Linked DNA regions of Anser cygnoides: region 1 is linked to region 2. A link is a contact called in public Hi-C data. All regions are on one chromosome and are shown on one strand. The core of a region is the stretch at or near the end of the contact, and the rest is flanking DNA. Distances in the headings are between cores, read along the strand shown.

Region 1 (5,864 bases), core at 1,732-4,231, 400 kb after region 2:
TGATACACTGGAGTTGTCCAAGCCCTCAGTCATTAGCGTGGCTTCAACATCCCCCGAACAGTAGATCTATTATTGTAAATCGCTATCTCGTGTTACCACAAGGCAAAAAAAAAAAAAAAAAAAGTGTATAAACACACATGGGGATGGTGGGGACGCTTCGGAGTTTGAAGCACCCAGGAGAAGCAAAACAGCGAGGCTAAGCCCACCGACAGGAGCGAGCAGCGATTTGTAGTCCCACTGGATTTAACAGTTTCAGCTAAGAAACCAGAGAGGGCAAAATAAGGGAAAGAAAACTCTTCAGAGAGAGGAGGCTCCACGCGAGGAACCTGCTGTCAGAGCACAGCACACAGCTGATGGCACCAGGCTGGGGAGAGCGGAAAAACAGCTGGGACTACAAACCCAGCAGCACACCCCAAAGTTTACCAAGACCCTGGGGTCTCGGAGCTGGAAGCGGCTCTCCCTCCGCTCCCCCCACACACAGGCACGCGGCCCTAGCTTAGAAACTAATTAAAACCAAGGAAACAACACGGATAAAAAGAAAGGAAACAAGGAGGAAAAGACGCTTGCAGCACAGTTCTTGCCAGCGTGCTCGCGGGAGGCAGTTCTGCTCGACTCTTTTGGGGGGGTTTTTTTTTGGGGGGGGGGCCGTGCCGGCTCCTGGCCCAGGCGGTTCCCCCCCGGGCCGCAGCCCCGCGCCCCCCTCCCCGGAGCCGCCCCGGGCCGCTCCCCGCGGCCGCCGCCGGGCTCCCGGCCCCCGGAGCCCCCCCGGGCCGGGCCGGGCGGGGAAGGGGAAGGGGAAGGGAGCCGGGCGCTCCCCGCACAGGCCGGCCGAGGGCAGGAGAGGGTTAAGGGGGAGGAAAGGGGAGGGGGGAGCCGGAGCCGGCCCGGCCGCCGCGGAGGAGGGCAGGAGGCGGCGGGGAGCCCGCGGGGAGCGGCCCTCGGGGGTCCCCCCCTGAGGAGGGGAGGGGGCGGCGGGGGGGGGGGAAGTCAGCATCATCATCAAAAAAAAAAAAAGCAACTTTTTTTTAAAAATTTGTAGTTTACTTTTGAGGCCGGATTGGGCTTTGCTTTTTGTTGCTTTTTTTTTTTTATTTTATTATTATTGTTCCCCCCCCCCCCCCCGACCTCGCACAGCAGGGGGAGGTGACGAGGGGCTCCAGCAAAAAGCGCCCGCAAAACTGAAAGTAAAAAAAAAAAAAAAGGAATAATAAATAAAATAAAAAAGAAACATGGCGAAGTGTAAACAACCCCCTCCCGCCGAGTTCGCAAAGTTTGCGGAGCGGGCTGGGGGGGCTGGGGGGCACCGAAGCGGGGGGGGGGTGCGGGGGGGGGTAGCACCGAGAAGGAAAAAGGCAACTCACCGTTCTGGCCGTCGGAGAGAGCGAGCCGTTGGGCAGATACGGGCTGCTGAGGTCGGGGATCATGATAAAGGGATAACCCGGGTATGGTGGGCCCTTAAACAACCCTCCATCTTGCCTCTTCGCAGCTAACATGGCGGGGGAGACACGAGCGGGGAAGGAAGGGGGCGACAAGGGGGGGGGAAAAAATAAAGGGGAAGGGGGGGGGGGGAAGAGGAAAAACTTTTTTTAGCGGGTGTCCCAAAAAGAGGAGCCCGGCGCCGGGCCGGGCCGGGCCGGGCCGGGGGGAGCGGGGCGCTGCGGGCCCGCCGTACTCACCTTCCTCCAAACTTTCTCGGGATTTATCTCTGAAAGTTTCCGAGCGAGGCGGGGGCCGCCGCTCCGCCTGGGAGCGGGCCGGGGTCGGCAGCGGGGAGATTGGGGACGGGGGGGGGGGGGTATGGGGTTTGTTGGTTTTTTTTTTTAGTTTGGGGTGTGCATTATTTTTTTTTTTCAAGGGGGGGGGAAGGATGAAAGGGAAAGGTTCGGGGAGAAGGTGGGAAGGGGAAGGAGAGCGGGGGAAGAGAGAACAAAACAGAAGGCATCGTTACAAGTTGGTGCCGCGGAGGAAAGTTGGGCGCCGCCGGCAGCGGGACCCGGCGCCCCCGGCCCCGCAGCGCGGCCCCCGCCCGGCCCCGCGGGGGGCTTCCCCCGTACCTCCGAGTCCGAGGAGCTGTTTTGATTCGTTTCTGATTCATTGACGAGAGACGACTTGACATCAGCTAAATCCCTCTCGGCCGAGGAGTTCTCCGAGATCTTCTCCTCCTGCTCCCCTTCGTCTTTGAAAGAGATCAGTTCATCGTTGGCGCCCAGGTCGTCCCCTCCACCGCCGTTCAGCTGCGGCATTTTCCTCCTGGCTCACCCCACCAGCAGCAATTTTGCAAAAAGGGGAAGGGGGGTGATACAAAAAGAAAAAAAAAAAAAAAAAGAGGGGGGAACGGGGAGGGGGGGAAGGAGGGGAAAAAAAAAAAAAAAAAGACCAGGGGAGGGGGAGGAAAGTTTGCACCAAAAAAAAGAAGAGTCCAAGGTGAAAGTTTTTTTTTTTTTTCTTCTTCTCCCCTTCTCTTTCCTCCTGGGGAGGGGAAAAGAGGGAGGAGGAGGGGAGGGAAACGTCTCTTCTTCGCTCCTTTTGCACCAGTGACTTTAGGCTTCTTCCTTTCCTTCTTGTGGATTTTCTCTTTCTTTCTTCCAGGGAGCTGCTCGGCGTGCACGGCGCGCACACGCACTCGCGAAAAATTAACAGTAATAAACCACGGAGCCGGGGGGAGGGGGGTCGGGGGGGGGGGGGGAAGGGAGGGATAAAAAAAAAATAATAATAATAATAACGATAATAATAATGCAACAAACAAACCAAAGAAGTCAGCTGTAACGGGGGGGCAGCCGCCGCGGATACGGGGAGCCCGTGCCGCTCGGGTTTGAGTGAGTTGAAGTTGGACTGAGAGCTTTTCAGTTCAAAGGCGGCGCTGATTGACAGCTAGAAAAAGGGGGGATCGAAATCCGGAGGAACGGAGAAGTCTGGGATCCGGGATTATTGACAGGGAGCGAGAAACACACCAGGCACTTAATGAGATGCAGGAGGGGGCGGGGGCTCCCCGGTGACGTCTGCATAAATAAACAGGGCTGGGGGGGAGGAGGAGGAGGAGGAGGAGGAAGGGGGGAAGTGGCGAAGTAACAATGAGCCTTTGGGGCAGGCGGCGGGAGGGCCGGGGCACCAAGCAAGGGGGGGGGGGGGGGGGGGGCAAAAAAAAATTTTTTTTTTGATATTAAAAAAAAATTTGCACTCCGCTCCAGAGCTGGGGGGGGGGGGGGGAGCAGCCGAGCGGGTGCCCCTGCCCGTGGAGGCACCAACTTTTCCGAGCTGGACGCGAGGAAGCGGAGCATCGCCGCGGGTCCCCGTGCTCCCGGAGCACGGCTGTGGGCACGTGTGGGTGTAGGGCGGTGGGGGGGGGGGTTTAGAACCGTTAAGGTTATTTTTTCTTGCCACTCGTTGGAGCTAAGAAACTCCAATCCTAATAAACATGATACTATAGTAAAAGCCTGCTTTTTTATTATATATATATATTTTTTTAAAGCAGCACTTGCTCCTTGCGTTCATCGCGGTTCTAACACGCAGGATTAAAACGTGCGAGATCACTCGCTGAAGATCAGATATTTCCAAATTGCAGCGAGGCGCGCCGTTCTTTTTTTTTTTTTTGGTGGAAAAAAAGAAAAAAAAAAAAGGAGGAGGAAAAGGAATGTGACTGCTAAGAAGTTAATTAGCATGGCAGGCCGGAGAATCAAGGACTCGCGGACTTCAGAAGCGGAAAGTTGTGGTGGTGGTGGCGTAAACAGCACCCCGGGGAAAGCGAAGCGAAGCGAAGCGAAAGCGGCGCGGGGCGGGGAGCGGGGCCGGGGGTGCGGGGGGCGGCATCTGCTCCGGCGCGGAGGGGAAGGGGGAGACAAATTGAGCTCCTGGCAGGGACAAATTGTAACAATGGGCGAGTCAATTGGCGAGTTGGAGGCGGGCGAGGGACGGAGCGGGGGGAGCAGGACCGTAATTTCGGTGGGAATTGGGGAATCGCCTCGTGGAGCCGGTGCCGGAGAGCGAGGGACGGGCTGTGCTAAAGAATCCAAACATTCCTCGGCAAATCTAACCTGCTGCTCGTACCGAGGGCCGCTGAGCACGCAGGGTTTCCAAAACAAAGCCAATTTGTCATGGAATATTTAGAGAGTTTGGGGGGTTTCGGCTAAACTGTCTTCTCTAAAAAGAATAATAAAAATAATAGTACGGAGATCGACAGGGTAACGCGGATTCTCAGGCATTAAAAAGTTCACATGGAAATTTGCATACTAAAGGGAAAGATGCAGACAAAATAGAAATTAAAAAATCACTGCAACTTACGACTCTAATATTAATCAGTAAAGCAGAAGTAGAGTGAAAGGAAGCATGAAAAGAAGTAAAACAAATGTGTACATTTAATCAGACAGGATTGCATAGGACACAAAGAACGGGGCTAATTAGTCTCAGCAGGTAGGGACTAACCTTCAGACTTCATAAATAAATAAGTCTGTGAACAATGTCTAAGTGGGAATATGGAGACAGAAAAGGGATTATTTCAAGACACCAAGTAAAAACATGAAGAATGAAATACTTTACTGTTAAGTCAGCATACAAATGGATCGAACAGTTTCTTTTTCCACCAGTCCTTTGACTAACTTGCTTTTTACTTTCAGAGATTTTGCTAAATAACTGTCTGTGGGCATGCGCACTTCCCATTGCCCCAGATCACTGCCTCTCCTAACTAGTGGCTTGCAGAATGACACCTTAACAAATATTCTCCATTTTTGTTTTCCTTTTCATTTTTAAAATGCCTTTATATCCCAGAACAATATGAGATTGGAAATACAAATGTGGCAGACTCCTATTTACTTTGCAGGGCCACGTGTTATAATTTGATCCAAATGAACAAAAACAGTTGCACAGTTTTGTTTTGTTTCTCAAAGATCTTTTTACAATCTGCTGTGGTTTTCTTTTTCCATTTTTTTTTTTTTAAACAAGCACACTTTTGCTTCAGTCCCAGCGTGGCTGCTAACTACTTACTGAGCATCATCAAAAGTTGGTGTTCAAGACAGGCCCAGTCCTTGCCCAAAGCTGCTTGCAGAAGTAGGGCCTGATTCTGCAGAGCCTTACACCTGGATGTAGCATTACCGACAGGCTATTTCTGAGGGTGTTGATACCACTGCACTACTCACACAATAATCCTCCTCACTTGAGTAAATGTTGATAGAAGTTGGCTCTGGTGGCCTCCGACTGGCAGGCCCAGAGCTGTGCCCAGCTGTGGCATTACCCCCTGTGCTCACACAGCTGGGGATTTTGTCACAGCAATGGACTCCGAGGAGCCCCAGGAAGGTCTAGGAAACTGCTTTGCAGCTTTCGTGGCAACATCATGTTCTCCATATTGCAAACATTTAGGTTATTGTTTTCAAACTACAGCTTGGTTTCAAAGTCCAAGTATTATCAATGATTACTAAAACAACATGATTTAAGGTAATACAAGTCATTTCTGATAGCTTATGCATCTTATTTGTACCGTTTTTATTTATGTAACAGTTTCTGTTTCATGCAGGGGGAAAGTGAGAGCTCTCAAGAGGTCAACAGCACCCGTTGAGTGAAGGGTTCTCAGGTAGTACCTTAGATTCAAAAATAAATAAATAAAACTATAGCCTTTAACAATGAAAGAAACACAATATTCAGAAAAAAAGATGTCAAGCTAATTCACTGCAAGAAACGTGATCTACTGTGTAGATACCCGATTTTGATCAATAGCTGGTGAGACAAAGCCAGGTGCTCTAAGCTCCATCTTCAAGACACTTTGGCTTTCTTGTCCAAGCTGACCTATAGCACAGAAGAAGAAGTAGAAGTGCCTCTCTCCAGGCTTTTGTAATTCTCCCAGCTTGGTACAATATACCGCATGCTGAGCAATGGGT
Region 2 (6,737 bases), core at 636-3,135:
TGGATTCATTCCAGTGAAACCACTTTCTCCTCAGAATATGAAAGACCAAATGGACATCGTCGCCTTACAGCCCTCCTCCAAACCCTCTGGATCCATAAATATCCCAGCTCTTTTCTGTCCTATTTTGACTGACTTAATATGAGCTACTGTCTAAATCTGTATTCGACTTCTGCTATATTACACCAATAACACTTAGTAAGAGGAGTGTTACAAGAGGGGTGTTACTTATAAAAACTCCTAAAACCATATTTAAATAAAACTGAGAATGGTGAAAAGAGATAGTATGGGAAAGAGTGATGGAAACAGGAATGGAGGGGGGAGGTCCACAATCAATGTGCAAACTCTGTTACTTTCTCATTCAAAATATTTCAGTGTAAATTCTTCTTTGGAACAAATCATTAAGGCAAAATGTCCTCTCAAAACATGTTTGTCATGCAATGGTCACGTCACAGAGACTCATTCCCCTCTTTTTTTTTTTTCTTTTTTTTTTTTTCTGGGATTCATGCCAAGTGCTAAGCCAGAAACCTTGTTATATTAATTATGAAGAAAAAACATGTTTTATTAAAAACTAGCCTGCTGAATATTCTGTCGTGCTGCTTTTCAGTGACAGCAGAATTGCTTTTGCATTTTAGCAATGTTAATGAATTTTCAGGACTGGGGGAGACATGCACTGCATTTTCCACAGCAATATGTAGACCAGAATCAGAAAAGGCTTGTCAAAGCAAACGAATTAATCTAATACTTAGAGCTACTCAGGAAAATCCGTGCAAGACTTCACATTGTCGAAGACTGCACCTACACCTGCCTCGCTGAGTGTGAATTAACAACCCAATTTATCGTGGGCTGATTTATATCAGACTGGGTTCCCACGACATCTGAGGACTGACACTGAGCTGCTCTAGAACTGATCCTCCCATAAGCTGTCATGTGTTGGTGGATCAAGTATGCCACATCCACTGCTGCCAGTGGATGGATAGTCCCGATTATACGCTAATTAATAAAAACCCTAGCGTGTCGCAAAAATAACTGCTTATAAACTCCCCAAGCTCTTCAAAAGGATTCATCACCTATTAAAGCCCCTCACTACATATTTTTCCCAAAGGACTCAATTTGAACATGTCAACATCTAAAATTTTGAAATTAATTTCAGTAAATACGAAATCACCGTACATAGGAATTGGCATTATAAAGCGGGAGTTTGAGGGTACCTGGAAGTCTTTCACGAGAAAATCTACTTGATTGCGGTGCTTGGAGAAACAAAAGAAATATTTTTAAAACTGAGTTGCAACTTTGCTTTGGTACAAGCCATTCTTTCATTCTTCCCTGAAGATGAGCTGAAGAGACTTGGGGCAGTACTGCCAGCCCTACCCACGCAGGGCTCTGCCTTGCTTTGCTGGACATTTTGCTGCTAACACACCTCTAGAGTTAAGAGCAATGACCACTCAGCCATCTGAAATGTATGGCTGGGATAAATTTTACCTTCAAACAAAGATGTTGCAAAACCTCCCAGCCCGAGCCTGAGCTGTTCAACCTGTGAGCCTGTCCTCACGGCAGCTGTGGTGGCTGCATTAGCGCATGGGGCACCGCACTGTGAGCGCCCACGTTCAGCCCAGGACCATCCCCATGCCCTGCCTGGGGACAAGGTAGGTGGGCAGTCCCTGCTCCTTACCCTCTCCAGCTGCCCAGGAAGGATTCAGCAAGGTACAGGACTGGTATGCAACAAGTAAAGCGAAATAAAACCATACTCACGCACAAATGTGTGTTCCCTAGGAAAAGGATCAGTGGAAGAACCTGAAGGGACAAAGCGCCGTTAGCCATCCTTGCACTGCTCTATTTGTTGTGAAATTAGCTTTTTTCTTGTTGCCTATGTTTTTTCAGACGAGGCACAATCATTTGAGGGTGAGCTAATTCAGCACAAATAATTAACTGTGCTTCAAATATTGTTTAATGTTCAACAGATTGCCCTGATCAAATAAGTGCATCCTGTCCAGATAATCACCGCATTGGCTACTGGTAAATGTTCCAAACCAGTAACTATCCAACCTGGAAACAGTATAAACTAATGGCAAAACAAAGAATTTTTCTTGTATTAGAAATATTTTTCTTCTGTTATTGTCATTTTAAATAGGTAGGAGTCAGAGTTGTTTCTGTCCCCTCCACCTGAAAATATAGTGAGATCCAGTTAAAAATTATAAGATTTTTAGAAACAAGAAAACATGCTTTTTATTATTTTCTAAGTTTCAAACATCAAGGCTCATGTTCTCAAGAATTTTTCCACAGATTTGAGAACTTGAGATCCATTTTTTGATAAAAACTGAAATTCTCAATTAACCCCCAGTGTCTAGAAGCTGAAGCATTTACAATGGTGGCAACTGAGGGAATCACAATACAAGAACAAACAACCCCCTATTACAGAAATGCCATCAGTTTTTTTTACTGATCAGATCTTGTTTGTGCAACATGTTAAGAGAGAAGTGAAAAGATATACTCTTCTCCCAAATAATTTAAAGGCCAAGAGGATGAAATCCAGCAGAAATATAGTGCTTTGAGATCACAGCCCACTTTCACAGGGAAGTCCCTGGTAATATGTTTTCTCCGTGTTTATAAAGCTGAGCACATTCCACACCACCAGGAGGAAAAGAATATGATTGCCTGTTGGAAGGACTTGAGTAGTGTACAGTAAATATAACAGGGAGAGGGCATCCACATGTTGAATATGAGGAAGAAAACAGTGAAATCATGAGGACCTCAAGCTTTCCCACCCTGAACGATATTTTTCCTGGTGAAAAAAGGTAAGATGTGAGCACTCGATTACAGACTCTGTGGCAAGTGCTAAAAGTTGGATGCCAGGGAACCCTCCTTCTGATGATTGCTCACTTTGGGGCCTGAGCATCATGAGGTAGCTTTCATACATCAGGAAATAAACAAAGAATTTAAGTATGATAATTATGCCACACGTGCATAATTTAAGCAGGTGCCTACAAGCAAAACGTGTTTGAGATTTAGTATGTTGGTGGCCACACATTCAGGTTTGAGAGATTCCAGATTCTTTAACTAGTTGGAAAGACAGCAAGATGAAAGGAGTTAGATAATGCACAACTTTATGTAATGTGTCCTTGAGTAAGCTGATTTGCACTGAATTTTAATAGAGCCCTGATTCATCAAATCTCAAACAGAATTAAGGTATGGACTGGATCCTAATAACATCATGCTTTATATCCATGAAAGATAAATTAAAGGATGCAAAACTGCTATTGACAAACATTGATTATATGTACTTTGATGGACTTTGAAGTTGTGCCAGATGCGTCTTGTCAGCCTCCAAAGTTTTCTTTTAAATCTCATTGCATAAGGCTTTTACTTTTTAATTATTTTTTTCCCTCAGCCTCTTTGATCAAGAAAAAATGTAGATCATATTTGCGTGATGCTATTTCCTATGCATTTTATTTAGATATGCCCTAGTGCACAGCTCATGATATGTAAAAAACATTGCATGGCACCTAGTAATCTAAACCTGTTATCCTGGGTGCTTTTTAACACTTAATTGACCTTCTCAAGCTGCTGAGTGAAATCTGTCTATGTGCAGAGTGTTAGCACAATGCCTGCTTATACCCTTTTGTGCCACATAAACCTTAAGAGTAAGACACAAGTGACAGAGATGCCACTGGCTCTTTGTTCCTGGGATATTTTTGCCCACTGCAGAAATCCCACCCATCCTTTTCATTCTGTCACTGTTGGAAAAGGGGTCCTCATGCCAGACCCCATGGGAGGACAAACCTGCTCACAACATCTATCAATTTCAGAAGATGGGTTAAAGTTTAAATGAGTGAAACTCCTTTATTTTTCCTATATGTGCAAATGTCTTTTCACTAGGAAGCTTTAAGAAACTTAAAAGCAGCTTTGGAGACATTTTGATTCTTAAAGTTGTTAACCTGCTTATACCTCCTTGCTTTCCTTGTCCACAAGGATATATGGCCAACCCTTTCAGGGCACAGCAGGTGCATAAAGTATGTTGCTGTGCATAGTAGAAAGTTTCAAAGGCAGTGAAGGGTTTGGGCCCAGTTGTTCTATTTCTTGGAGTAGACCCTTTCCCACAACTCCAAACCCATTTTCTGGCTTGCTCACCAGACATGAAGTGCTTCTCTGTGACAGTTTAGGTGGCTTCAACTAAAAATATGGAGAAAAAATGTAGAGAGGAACTAACCAATCCTTTAAAATCGAGAATGAATAGGTGAAAACAACCGCTTAAAATGCTGGAAGAGAACTGTGGTGGACTGGAGGGGCTTCTGCAGTCATCTATACTGCCTCAAACAAATCATTTACTCTCAGTATTCCTTTGCTTCCCACCTGAAGAGTGTGGGTGGCAACACCTCCTCTTTCCCTATGTGTTGCCTGTTTAGACAACACTCTTCTGGTTTACTATTTTTTTCCTATGTTAATGAACAGCTCCAGGCACAAGAGGTGCCTTTTCTTGGCTGTGGTGCCTACTGTAAAAGTAAGAAAAGAGTAACTTAAAGGACTGTACTCTCAATGATTTATTTGGAATTACTACTGAGTATTATACTCTATAATGGTTGGGTAATTCTGTTGCCAAAATAAATACCAGAAACATCACTTTGTCAATCTTTTTTTTTTCCCCCTATTTTTTCTTTTTTTCCTCACTAAAATAAGAATTTCCAGTGTAAAGATATTTACTTGGACGTTTTTTTTGCCACCATGCACAGCCAGCAAATTCTGATTTTGGAAAGCATTTCCAACCCTTCCTGGCTGATAGCTCTTCATCTTCCAACATAAAGCAGAAGAGAACAAATGAACAACATGCTGTGCTGGATATGCATGTGTGTGCGGATTATTATGGTATTGGGTATGGTAACTGCAAATATAGCTATTAATACCTGAAAGAACAAATCACCGCAGTTGTCAGTGGAGACAGAAAATTCCTAAGGTAAAAGAAAAACAAAAACATTTAATAATCAACTTTAATACAAACAGTGATTCTAGAAATACTTGCCTGCATCAGGCACCAGCACAGTGCCCGCAAGAGCATGAACAAGTCTCTAGGAGGGTCAGATAAGAAGGACTTTCTTCACACCCAGAAGCAATGCTGTGGAATATGCAAAGATCAATGCTTTGGCTTTGGCCTTTTCCACTGCTACAGTTTTGTGGCTTTCTTTAATTAACCTAATAACTCAAAATCTGTATATATGTTCATGCTACCTTTTTTGTGTTCCCTCTATTTCCCTTAAACAAAAGCCTTTTTCAAACTGCAAATAAAAATAAGAAAGCAGGAGCCCTATTATTCCTCTTTATGCAAAAGAACCAGAGTTGAGCGATAGTATTGGGAACTGACTTTTAATATCAACTCTGGGAAGGGGAGGAGGGGTATTCTCTTTGTGAAACTCATCTTGGTGCAGAAAGCCAGCATGAGGTCTAGACACCACTTAAATCAACATTTAAAGTGTTGCGGTTGCATTTTGTTTCATAATTCTCTCTAGCAGCAAATTCCCAGTGATGGTTTCAATTCTTGGGCTCAGATCAAAAGCAGAGTAAAAATTTAAAGACAAGCAAACAAACAAAAACCAGAATAAGTGCAGGCAGCAGAAAGTTCTGTTGGACGTGAAAGAAGACACTTCCCTTGTCCCTGCTGCTATAACCCACCCGTAATACTTCAAAGGCTTTACGCAAACTCAAACATAGAGCAAGGCAGGGCTTGGCTAGTTAGGAGGAGAGGCAATCTGGCTCCAGAGGTACACACTGTGCCCCACGACTTCTCTGACACTGATGTGGCACTGAGCCCTTGAAGAACAACCTGCCACACAGGAACTTTATTCCTGCCCCCAGCCTGAGATTGGTGTATGCCCTGGCCGTGAGGTTTTCTGTCCCTTTCTGCCTCTTGGGTGTTCTTTTAAATCTTTCCTGTAACAGCTGCGGATATTCTTGTTAGCTGCACAGCTCTGTGAGCCTATTTTTGTGTCTTGAAGCTGCCTGCTAAAAGCATTAAAACTGTAAAGCGGTGGACGAAGAAAGGCAGTTTTGCTTTCAAGCTGAAAAACATGCATCAAAGCTCCTGCCATAAATTTATGGAGTATTAAAAACAAACAAAATGTGACCGTAGGGTAACATCATTTTAGGAAAGATGCGATGGCCTACCTCAAAGTCTGCATTTAATGTGCGCAGCTCTCACTTTAACCTGCCTAGGCTATGAATCCCAAGGGCCAAATTCTGTTCAACCACCCTAAAACAGATTATTTTCACTCTGGAAAGGTAGAGCTAATATAGTTACTGTGCTCCGGTTACAAACACTCCCTTCACAGGCTCCAGTGGTCCTTCAGGGGACACCAGTCCGAGGGAATTTGGACAAGCCATGCCCCTGTGAGGGGATCTCTGACAGGGAGATGGATGCAGTGTCAGGCCTGATCCATGCTGTGGTTGCTGGGGAGAGCTGGCATGAGCTGACAATGCTGCCCTGGTGTTCTGGGAGAAAAGAGAGGTTTTCTGAAAGGTGCAGCCTTTGGGTTTTTGAGCCAGCTGCCCCCCAAACACCTCAGATACCAGCAAGCAAATCAACTGAAGGTAGCAACCCCTGCCACCTCCTCACGCAGGGTTCCTGTGGCACACACCAGCTGCCGTGGGTAGTGCACAACTGCTGAGGTGGTCCTCAGCCACGAGCTGCATGGAAAGGGCAAGAAACAAAGTAAGCAGAGGTGCATGGACCTCCAGGGTCTCTCCGTGTCCTT

What was found. A called contact is a pair of places that touch in the nucleus more often than the background predicts.
Region 1: a contact with region 2 is called in a Hi-C map of liver, with 3 times the contacts expected there. The contact joins the promoter of TCF7L2 here to the promoter of HABP2 in region 2. A contact is called at or near these places in 2 of 7 Hi-C or Micro-C datasets (both in liver).

Annotation. Positions count from the first base shown.
Region 1 is chr7:9,701,426-9,707,289 of Taihu_goose_T2T_genome, forward strand. It overlaps TCF7L2 (transcription factor 7 like 2), which reads right to left and starts at 2,982. Exons shown (of 13, transcript XM_067000947.1): 1 at 2,055-2,982; 2 at 1,677-1,743; 3 at 1,362-1,486. The coding sequence starts at 2,243. LOC136791249 (a long non-coding RNA gene) reads right to left here. Exons shown (of 3, transcript XR_010832857.1): 2 at 5,687-5,772; 3 at 3,906-5,567.
Region 2 is chr7:9,303,351-9,310,087 of Taihu_goose_T2T_genome, forward strand. It overlaps HABP2 (hyaluronan binding protein 2), which reads right to left and starts at 1,886. Exons shown (of 13, transcript XM_048060508.2): 1 at 1,750-1,886. The coding sequence starts at 1,818.